2 separate regions of the Mus musculus genome follow, and region 1 is linked to region 2. A link is a contact called in public HiChIP or PLAC-seq data. All regions are on one chromosome and are shown on one strand. Each heading gives the region's core, a stretch centred on a gene start, on an enhancer-like site or on the middle of the called end of the contact. The rest is flanking DNA. Distances are from core to core; before and after follow the strand shown. Region 1 overlaps Abhd12 (abhydrolase domain containing 12). Region 2 holds the start of Pygb (brain glycogen phosphorylase).

What was found. HiChIP or PLAC-seq counts read pairs in DNA pulled down with a chosen protein or histone mark.
Region 1: a contact with region 2 is called in an H3K4me3 HiChIP or PLAC-seq map of embryonic stem cells, with 21 read pairs. The contact joins the enhancer-like site here to the promoter of Pygb in region 2. A contact is called at or near these places in 1 of 484 Hi-C or Micro-C datasets (uterus), 4 of 115 datasets of contacts at active chromatin or transcription factors (bone marrow-derived macrophages, effector CD8 T cells and embryonic stem cells) and 3 of 9 other capture datasets (adipose tissue, liver and pancreatic islet).

The regions. Positions count from the first base shown.
Region 1 is chr2:150,834,287-150,838,953 of GRCm38.p6, forward strand. Abhd12 (abhydrolase domain containing 12) reads right to left here. Exons shown (of 13, transcript NM_024465.3): 8 at 4,455-4,492; 9 at 4,029-4,108; 10 at 3,066-3,148; 11 at 987-1,065; 12 at 1-120. Among named protein-coding and RNA genes, the nearest start is that of Gm23598, 47 kb to the right of the region's middle. Within about 2 kb of position 2,810, at least 23 of the 459 cell types and tissues checked have an H3K27ac peak or open chromatin away from gene starts, as enhancers often do. A contact at or near this core is called in bone marrow-derived macrophages and embryonic stem cells, where this site is marked.
Region 2 is chr2:150,783,345-150,788,091 of GRCm38.p6, forward strand. It overlaps Pygb (brain glycogen phosphorylase), which reads left to right and starts at 3,452. Exons shown (of 20, transcript NM_153781.1): 1 at 3,452-3,766. The coding sequence starts at 3,524. Gm30141 (a long non-coding RNA gene) reads right to left here and starts at 3,408. Exons shown (of 3, transcript XR_375102.4): 1 at 2,627-3,408; 2 at 903-1,158.

The DNA.
Region 1 (4,667 bases), core at 1,560-4,059, 50 kb after region 2:
CCTTGGAAGCTCTGGGCTCTTGTAGATGTATTTATGTCTGTAGCCAAGGTCTGAGTGAAAGGGGATAAACTGGACTTTGAAGTCTCGGAAACTCCGAGATGGTGCAGCAATGTTGTATAGCTGGTGAGAGGGAGAGAGGAATCAGCCTAGAGCCCAACGGAGAACCGCCTATGACCTCTCCCCTTCAATAAAGACTGGTGCTTCCTCCAGAGAACAGCCCAAGTGCCCATAGACACTGCTTCTGTCATTACAGCCTACACAGCCAGGTCCAAGAAGCCAGAGTCTGGGAATGCTAGGCATTGCCACGTCCATAAAGTCCACCATTTATGACCCCTTTTCTGCTCTTCTACTTCCACAGTGCCCTTCCTCTGAAAACAGCTAAGGGGTAGCTCAGTTCCATGCACCAGGGGTGCGCTGCTGGGCAGTTCACACTCTCTTGGATGGCTTCATCTTTGTGTAACGTATAAAGCCTGCCCAAAGCGAGTCGTGTGCCAAGTCTGTTGATGAGGCATGCCAAGCACTTCTCTAGGCACTCCTGTGCCCAGTATGGTATTCTTTACACGCCACGCCCCCTCACCCCCCATCTAAGCCAGCTTTCCAGCAGCAAAGTCAATGCAGATTTAGTAGCAGCAAGTGCTAGGTCCCTCCCTGCAGTTTATCCACGAAGGCAAGAATATAGCCTAGATGTCTTTACATGAGTTCTGCCAACTGAGCCACAAGTGGTCCCCTCAATCCTCCCATGTCAGCCTGGGTTCTAATGCTTGTTTGTCATAGTTTCTGGTGGATAGAACAGCAGTCTGCTCTTGACCCTGACAGTAGACCTCATAGGTCGTCAAGCACCTGGAAAAGATGCAGACTATTGTGATGGGAGCCCACTTCACAACACAGCGGGCAGAGCCTGCTTCCCTACCTTGCGTGCCCAACCTGATCTACACTGAGGGCGAATGGCAACTACTGTACCAGGGGCAGCATCACACAACACCCACCTTTCTACCGAGATGAAAGGGCACAACTGGATCATCCTCGGCATGCAAGATGAGCAGAGGACAGGAGATGTGCTTCATACTGCAGGAGAAAGGGGCTGTTAGGTGGAGACCAAAGAGGGGTTGCCTGTACCCATCACCCTGGGCAGAGATTTGGGTTTATGGTGTGTTCTTCCTTGGTGCTTAATAGCCTGAATGTAGCTACGTTTCTTTTTACTATAGAACTAAGAAATAACTTCTTAGGTTTTGTTCTGTTTTGTTTGAAATAATTATGTATTTCAGCTAAGTGTTAAGATGTCAATCTAGAGGTCATTTCACTCCCCAACATCTGATCCCTGCGTATTTTATGAAAATGGAAAACCATTAACTTTGCCAGTAGCTACATTAATAGTAACAACAACAACAACACACAATCTTTACAAATAAGGGTATTTAAATGCTCTAAGAATCTTACTGCAAATGGGTATTACTAAGAACCTGTTGGTTAAAAGAATCCGTGCTCCACTTAATCTTGTGTAATTGTCATTTAAGTCATTCTAGCTTTGAGTCCTTAATGGCAAATGTCACAATAGGTCCAACAGAGCCAGAGTTCTTCAGCAAGCCACAGCGTCCTGTAGAGCAGCTACCAGGACTGGACAGGGCGACTGGGGTAGCCACTTGAGCTGTTTCAATCTTGACCTCTAATAGAGCTGTGCACTTCCCTGAAGTTAGCACAGTGCCATCCCGACAGAGAGAGCGTGCGACCCCAAACATAATGTCCTACTAGCTGGCACCCAGCACACATAGGACTCATGTTGGTGCATTTCTTGTGTATATACCCACACACATGTACATGTAGGTAAAGGCCAGAGGATGATCTCAGACATTATCTCCAGGTGCCTGCCTACCTTTTGTTTTGAAACTGGATCTCTTACTGACCTCAGGCAATCAGAAACCTGTTTCTGCCTTCTTAGCACTTGAATTACAAGCATTATCTTCATGCCTGGCTTTTTCTTTACATGAGTTCTGGAGCTAAAACTCAGGTCTTCATGCTCACAAGAAAAGCACCCAGTGGTGAGGCATCTGATAAGCTGTTTCCTTTAACCTAAGCCTCTTGGAGAAAGCGGCAAATCCTTGGTACAGAAACTGTCCACGTGAGCGCAGGAGGGTCCCATTTACCCACGAAGCTGTTATGCAGGCTCAAGCAGGTTCCACTGGTGCTCGGTCCGCAGCTACTCATATCCACCTATCTCTGTGGGAGAGCTGGAGCCAAAGGCTTCCTGGGGCCAATACTCACTTTTTTTAAAAGCAAATTTGCTTTACTCAGATAACTGTCTTGTAAGATCTACAATGGTAATACTTAAGCAAGGGGTTTTGTTTGTAATGGTTACTTAAATTTTAATATGGTACATTTTTATTTTTAGAAGCAAAAATACATACCTGAAGGAAAACTGCTTATGTTTTCACATCTATTTCAATGTGGTCACTATTAAATTTAAATACTGCTTTAATGTCTATTTAGAAGCCCTGGGTTCTAGACTGGAAAAATATATGGACGAAAATATGTTATTAATTTTTTACAATTCTTTACTTCTATACCAAAAGAAAAGTGTTCCCTTTTAATGACTGTTTTCATTATCTACTTGTTCAGTAGATACAGCGCTCGCTGCACAATCCTGACAATATAATGTGACTTCTGGAGCCTATGTAGCAGGCATCTGTAATCCCAGCACCCCTGCGGTTAAGACAGGAAACAGAGGCAGGAGGATGGCCCAGAAGCTGTGGGTCAGCATGCCTAGAATAAATATGCAGCACGGCAGAAACAGCGAGAGAGAGCGCGAGAGCCTGCCTGACGAGGTGGGAGGAGAAACCCGGGATGCTGGGATGCTGACTCCCGGGTTGCACACAGTGGCAGAGACAGACCTGCCCTGCCATCTAAATGCTCTTTCTTTTTTCTAATACTAAGCTCAACTTGACTTTCCCTTTCAAAAGACACGGGGGACCAGCCGTGGGTCTTCTGAAGCCCACTCTGTCGGGCTAATACCGCGCTGAGTCATGGGGTGGGGCCCTGTGTCTTTCTATTCACTCCACCACAATACTCACTTTTCGTCATTTGCAAATTTAATTCCACTGCTTGTAATGGGGTCGAGGAAGAACCAGTCAAAGCCAGGGAAGTATCGGTATATCTGAACAAGACAGAAAGCGTTTTCAGAAGGGCTAAGATAGCTGTGCAGAAGGAAAAGGCTGAGAGTTATGGCAGTTTAGGTTCAAGGAATTAGGAGACGTGCAGTTTCCATTTCCAGCTTTGTCCTGGCTTTGCGACTGGGAAGAGAAGACTCATCCGGCCCCGTAGATCAGATGGGGCTTCCACAGCTCACGTGCAACCACAAACCAGACTCTCCACAGACAGAAAGACAGATGCCCACCAAGGAAATGGGACTCAAAGGCTGTTTCCTCACAAACTGTCGGGGAGAGGCAGCACCAGTGACATGAGAAAATAAAGGGGTGTTCTGGCATGGGGGGAGCATGAAACCTACTCCAGGTCACACACTGGTCAGGAGCTGAAGTGGGAAGTAGCAGGGCGGGGTGGGGAAAAGGATGGATTCCACCCCATGAGGGAGAGGTGGGGACGGACCGGCCCTAGAGCAAGGTTACCTGGATTTTACTCTGAGACAATCCTGGGATGTCCAGTGCACTGAGCCTGGGTTCTAATAATCCTCTAGTACCCATAGTGTAGGCTCCACCCCAAGGAGGGAGCTAGTCTGTAGCCTTCCACAGCACCAAGTGGGCAGAGATGCTGTGAGATCAGGTGTGCAGTGAAGCCAAATAGGACTGGGTATGCAATGTGGCCACAGGGGCAAAGCCTCCTACAATGCCAGTGCCCTGGGCTGAAAGCTACTTCCCCCTTCTTTGGCAGCTCTATGGGCAGGCCAGTGCCGAGAACTATGAGTCTTTAGTAAATGTTAAGTCATTCCTTTTATGATGACTAGTTTCATTATCTACTTGCTCTTATTTTCATAATTATCATTTTAATAATGAAAATACATTTTATTTTCATATACTTGCCACTGAAAATGGATGACTCTTTGCTTCTTCACGAATATTTGTGAATGGAGACTCCAATATAAGGGCATCTGGTGGCGTCTCTAGATAGACAAAGAGAATAGACAGTGGGTAAGAAGTGACAGAGCCAGTGAAGCTAGGGGCTGGGGTGTGGAGACAGGACAGAGAGACCAGGTACCCACTTTTGCAGGAGCTTCCCACCACTATCAGCCCCAGCCCCCAAGGGGCTCCAGATGACTTTAAAGGATCCTACTGGGAGGGCAGGTCGGGGCAAACTCTGAGAACACCTGGGGCCCCACCCTTGACGGTCAGCTCATGCTATCACTGTGCAGCTTGTCAGTTAGACCTTGCTTGCCAAGCAAGAATGCATAGCAGGGATCGGATCACTAACAACATGGTCCCCAGCCACACGGTGCCTGGCTCTCTCACCTCGCTCACAGAGGCGCCGTACCAGATTTGTTGCCACTCTGGAAAGAAAAAACAGTTCAGCTGAATTCTGAAGAAAATCCTTTTAAGTGAAGCTGTGCGGATCCTGGAAAATGCTCAGAGACTCTGACCCGAGAAGCTAACTGAGAGCTTCAGGGTGAGCGGGAGGAACAAGGTGAACCATAAGTTGACCTTTCTTAAAAGGTGACAGCAGCC
Region 2 (4,747 bases), core at 2,202-4,701:
TAACCATTGGGTCAGATTTTATTGGCTCTGCATGCTGACACGTAAAGCACTTGAGAAATCTTTTTGCTGGGACTATAATCCCAAGAGAACTTAACCTAGAATTGCCAAGCCTCTCTCCTCCCTTCAAGGCTAAAGATACCAGCTGCTGTGACCAGAAACCCCAAACTATGAAAAGAAGAAGAAAAAAATAGCAACACCTAAATTCCTAGAAGGAATTCCTGTATCTAGTCCGAGGGAGGACATGAGAATTCGTCCCCTTTCTTCATCTGCTTCGCTCCTCTGTCTGTCCCCGTCTTATATCTGTGACCTTACACGCTCCTAGGAGATGCTGGTGAGCAAAGTTCCTTCTTCCCGTCTTAGACCACCGGATAAAGCCTTGCTTTCTCGCTAGCATTTGCCTCTAGGGTAGACAGTTGTTTTGTGAAGGATGAACCTGGGGACCTGAGTTCAGTAACACCAGCTTCAGCTGACATCTGGGCTACACAGACAGTGTTGAATCAGAACCAGCATCTGGCTGTCCGTCAAGAGGGAGACTAATGTAAAATTGTTAAAGTGTGAAGTCTGGGAGATGGGAAGATTCTTTGATGGAATTGAAAGCCAGGGCAAACACAGCTGAGAAGACTGAGGTGAGGGGAAGCAACTGGGCTGGGAGACTGGGTGGGTTATATGGTTGTGAACAATAGACTGTGATTTAAATCTTTGTCTCCTCCAAAACTCGTGTTGAGACCATGGAGGAACACTGCTTGTTCTCTGTGACTCACCCAGCTTTCCCTTCTATACAACCCAGGACCATCTGCCCAAGACTGGGGCCACCCACAGTGGGTTGAGACTTCCCACATGGAGTATTAATCAAGATGACTCCCACGCTGGCTTTCAGACCAATCTGATGGTGGCATACTCACAATTGAGGTTCCACCTCCCAGGTGACTGTAGCTTTCACCAAGCTGGTAAAAATTAACCAGAACAATGAGGGAGGCCTTCCATGTCACCAGGTCACTCCAAATTCGGGTCTTCATTTAACCAGGTCCAGCCACTTATCTTCATTTCTTGAAAGGTCTGGTCTGTGGTTATTTAACACTTGGCTGACCAGCATAGAGAAGCCGGCAGTATTGCCTGGAATTTGGGGAGCTTCAGTTTTCTCCACTTCTGAGTTAACAACTGTAGAGAGTACAGATCGTCAGAGGAATAGGGTCAGTTCCCCTATTCCATGCCAAAGTAGCTGAACCTTCCCCACATATTAGGTATATAATCTCAGTCAGATCAGAAAAGTCTTTGAACAACTGTTTTGAAGCAGGTCAGCCAGTGTTGAGATTACAGGCATGGCTAGCTCTTTGGAAACCTGTAGTCTGTTCCCCTGGACTGTGGAAGTGTCATGAGGGCACATACACTGAGAAGACTTCTGAACTGCCAAATCACTCTCAAGGAGGTTCCATTAATCAGAGTCCCCAGCCTCCAGCCTAGCAGGAGCCCCACAGCCCTGCCATCAGGGGCTGAAATTTGATCTTGCTGACTTGAGAATCCCAAGGAAAAAGTGTGGAATGAATTCCAAATCAGAGCAAGAGTAGGGGAAAACATTCCAGTGTGTTGTCTCCCAAGAAGTCTGCCACTGAGTAGAGGTTGAGGTAAATTAACTTTGGAATCATCAAACCAGGAACAACTTAATTTGCCTTTTCTAGAACTGGCACTGGAATGCAGGGTATCCATTGTGCAAACCACACTATTACTGAGCTACACCTCCAGTCCTACACCTGGACTTTTATGACATCCCCTGTGGCAACCTTTATCTCCATAAGCAGGACCGTCTGCATCCCCATCAGCTAACCTAAAGAGGCAAATGAAGGCAAGTCACTGACCTCACTATGTGGGGAAAGCGTCTCCACAACAAGGGAAGGCAGTTCTTCTGGGGCCAAGGGAGTTTACAGGAGGCAGCACTGTATATCGATGACCAGAGGGTCTCATCCCAGAGCTCCCTGGGAAAGAGTGCCAAGCGGCAGCTTTGAAAGCTGCTCCCCACATATGGTGAAGGGTTATGTGTCTCTGTCAGAGAGGCTGATCTCTAGCTATAGGGTATTCCTTCAAAAACTATATATATTCATGTATGAATGTATGTCTGTATAATTTTATGATAGCTTGGTGTCTGGTTATGTAGGAGTCAATTGGATTAAAGTTTTACTTAGGTAGGTTGAGTCCTGCCTTGTTAAAAAAAAAAAAAAAAAAAAAAAACCACCCACCCTTTATCTGGAAAACAAACATTTGCCAAAACTGCCTGAAGGGAAGGTTGTCACAGAGGACTAAGGTCATGCTGAACCTCCTCTTACAGTTTGCTAAGAGAAAAGTTCTTTTACAGTCCAAGACTACTGTTATTTGCAATTCCTGTATGCCTTTTTATTGCTACCTGCCTGATACATATTATTGAAATTATAATGTATTCTTATATAAAACCATTTGTTTCTGCAATTTATGTTGCTGTAAACACTCCTAACTAAACTCCCTTAATGATTAAGGGATTCAGAGACCACTCTGAGATGGTCCCCTAGGCAGGCAGTGTTGCCTCCTGACCTATAAACGGTAAGAAATTTGGGCTGGCCTAAACCCTTTCAGAACCTCAGCTTGCTTCCCTGCTCACCAATGAAATGTTTCTCCTTCTTCTCCTTGTGCATGGCTGACTTCTTTCTGGATGGAATTTTTCTTTAACAACCAGAAAGGTTGTGATTGATAGTAGCCTCTGCCCATCCTTGGAGAGAATGCTGTATACTTAATTTGCAGCAGATTTTTTGTGTTTGTCACTGCAGCCTAGACTGGCGATTTGTATTTTGAGGAGTTCCATGCAGTTTGTTCTCCAGAGCTGAAGTGGTGTCATGGAGGCACAAACATTGATATGACTTATGAATTTTTAGTTTTTGCACAAACAACGTTTTTTTCTTGCGTGTGTTTTCAGAACCACCTGTCAGCTTGGCGACGAGTCCCAGCAGGTATTGGGGGCTGTCTGTCAAGCGTGTGCACACTTCTCTGAACGTTTAACAGAGCTCAGCTACACCTGAGCACCCAATGCAGTCCTAAAAAGGGCATCTGGTGATTCTGTGCAGAGCCAGTCCCTGCAGCCCCGGAAACTCCAGGAAGTCCCTGAATGGCAAGAGTTTGCCTTCCAGTGTGGCAGGCGCAGCCACTGGTTCGGTTTCTACTTTTGCCTCATAAAAGTGGTAAATCTTAGGTATGGGGAAGCTGCAGTCCGGTTTTTCCAGCCCCAGACACACCAGTAAAGGAATAAACCATTTCCCCTCGAGCGTCCACGTTCTCTTCCCGGCTGAAACAGCCTGATTGACGGGCTCTTTCTCCGAGGCTCCGCCTCCAGATCAGCCCACGCCCATCCACAGGGCCCGGCCCTCTCGCAAAGCGCAGGCGCAATCCGTATGAGCCGGCCTCCGCTGCAGTCCTTGGCGCCAGAGACACCGCAGCATCCCAGCGCTAGAGTCTTCTCTGCTCGCTCCAGGGCCGTACCCTGTCCTCTGCCTCTTCTGGCGCCATGGCGAAGCCGTTGACGGACAGTGAGAGGCAGAAGCAGATCAGCGTGCGTGGCATCGCGGGGCTGGGCGACGTGGCCGAGGTGCGGAAGAGCTTCAACAGACACCTGCATTTCACGCTGGTCAAGGACCGCAATGTGGCCACGCCCCGCGACTACTTCTTCGCTCTGGCACACACAGTTCGCGACCACCTAGTGGGCCGCTGGATCCGCACGCAGCAGCATTACTATGAGCGGGACCCCAAGGTGAGCAGCCCGCCCTCCCTGGGAGGGAGACCGAGCCCAGGGCAGGGCGGGTCCCGCCCCCCCCCCCCTCCCAAGTATCGCCCACGGGCCTGGTCCCTGTTGCACCACGGTCACCTGCGACCAATGAAGAGACAGTAGAGTTATGCATCCTCCTTCGAAGGACCGGTGCATACCCTCTCTTTCGGGTTTCGTTTTAATTGAGACCCATCCCCCTGCTCCCCGGCCCGCAGTCCCCAGTCCCTAAGTATGGCTTTGAGTGGCCCCTTGTCTTCCACCGCAGTCAGTCCCCCACCGGTACGTTGTCTGGAATCTGGCTGTATGGAGCCAGGCCTCTGCCCACGGCGGAGTTGCGCATCCCAGAGAAGTGCTCTAGGGGTCTGCTCTTGCCGGCGGATTTTCCGGCTGTTTTCCAGCTGTGGACTTCCGAGATGGCTTCAGAGTTCATGCTTCCTCTACTCCCCCACTCCCCTCCCCCTTTTGTTTTTCTGCAGCCCCGAGCGAAGAAGATGGGGGACTGGAACTAGATCCGGTAGTTTTATGAGTCGGAAAGGGGTGAGATCAGTAATCTGCAGGGAATTGCCCCGCCCCGTGCTCCCCACCCTACCCCCTACTCCGAGACTGATGAGAAGAAAATCACTTGTAATGCCTGCCTGAAACAGGAGAGGGTCCGAAACTCAAAGATGGAATCCTCGTGGGGAAGGCTGCCTTTGAGGTTTCCACCTTGACAAAACTTGTTAGCAAGTTGCTTTAGAAGTTGTAGCATTTTTTCTGTTTTGCAAACCTTTATTCTTAGTAGGAAAACAAAATACACTGAACGGAGCCTTTGACAGTTCTCACCACCCCAACCCCCAAAACTTCTCAGCTCTGTCTGCTGGACTGCTAACTCTGTGCAATTAAGCTGGCTTCAAACCCACGGAAACCCACCAGCCTCTGCCTCCAGAGTGCTGGGATTATTAAGGCGTGTGCCAGCTCCACCAGGTC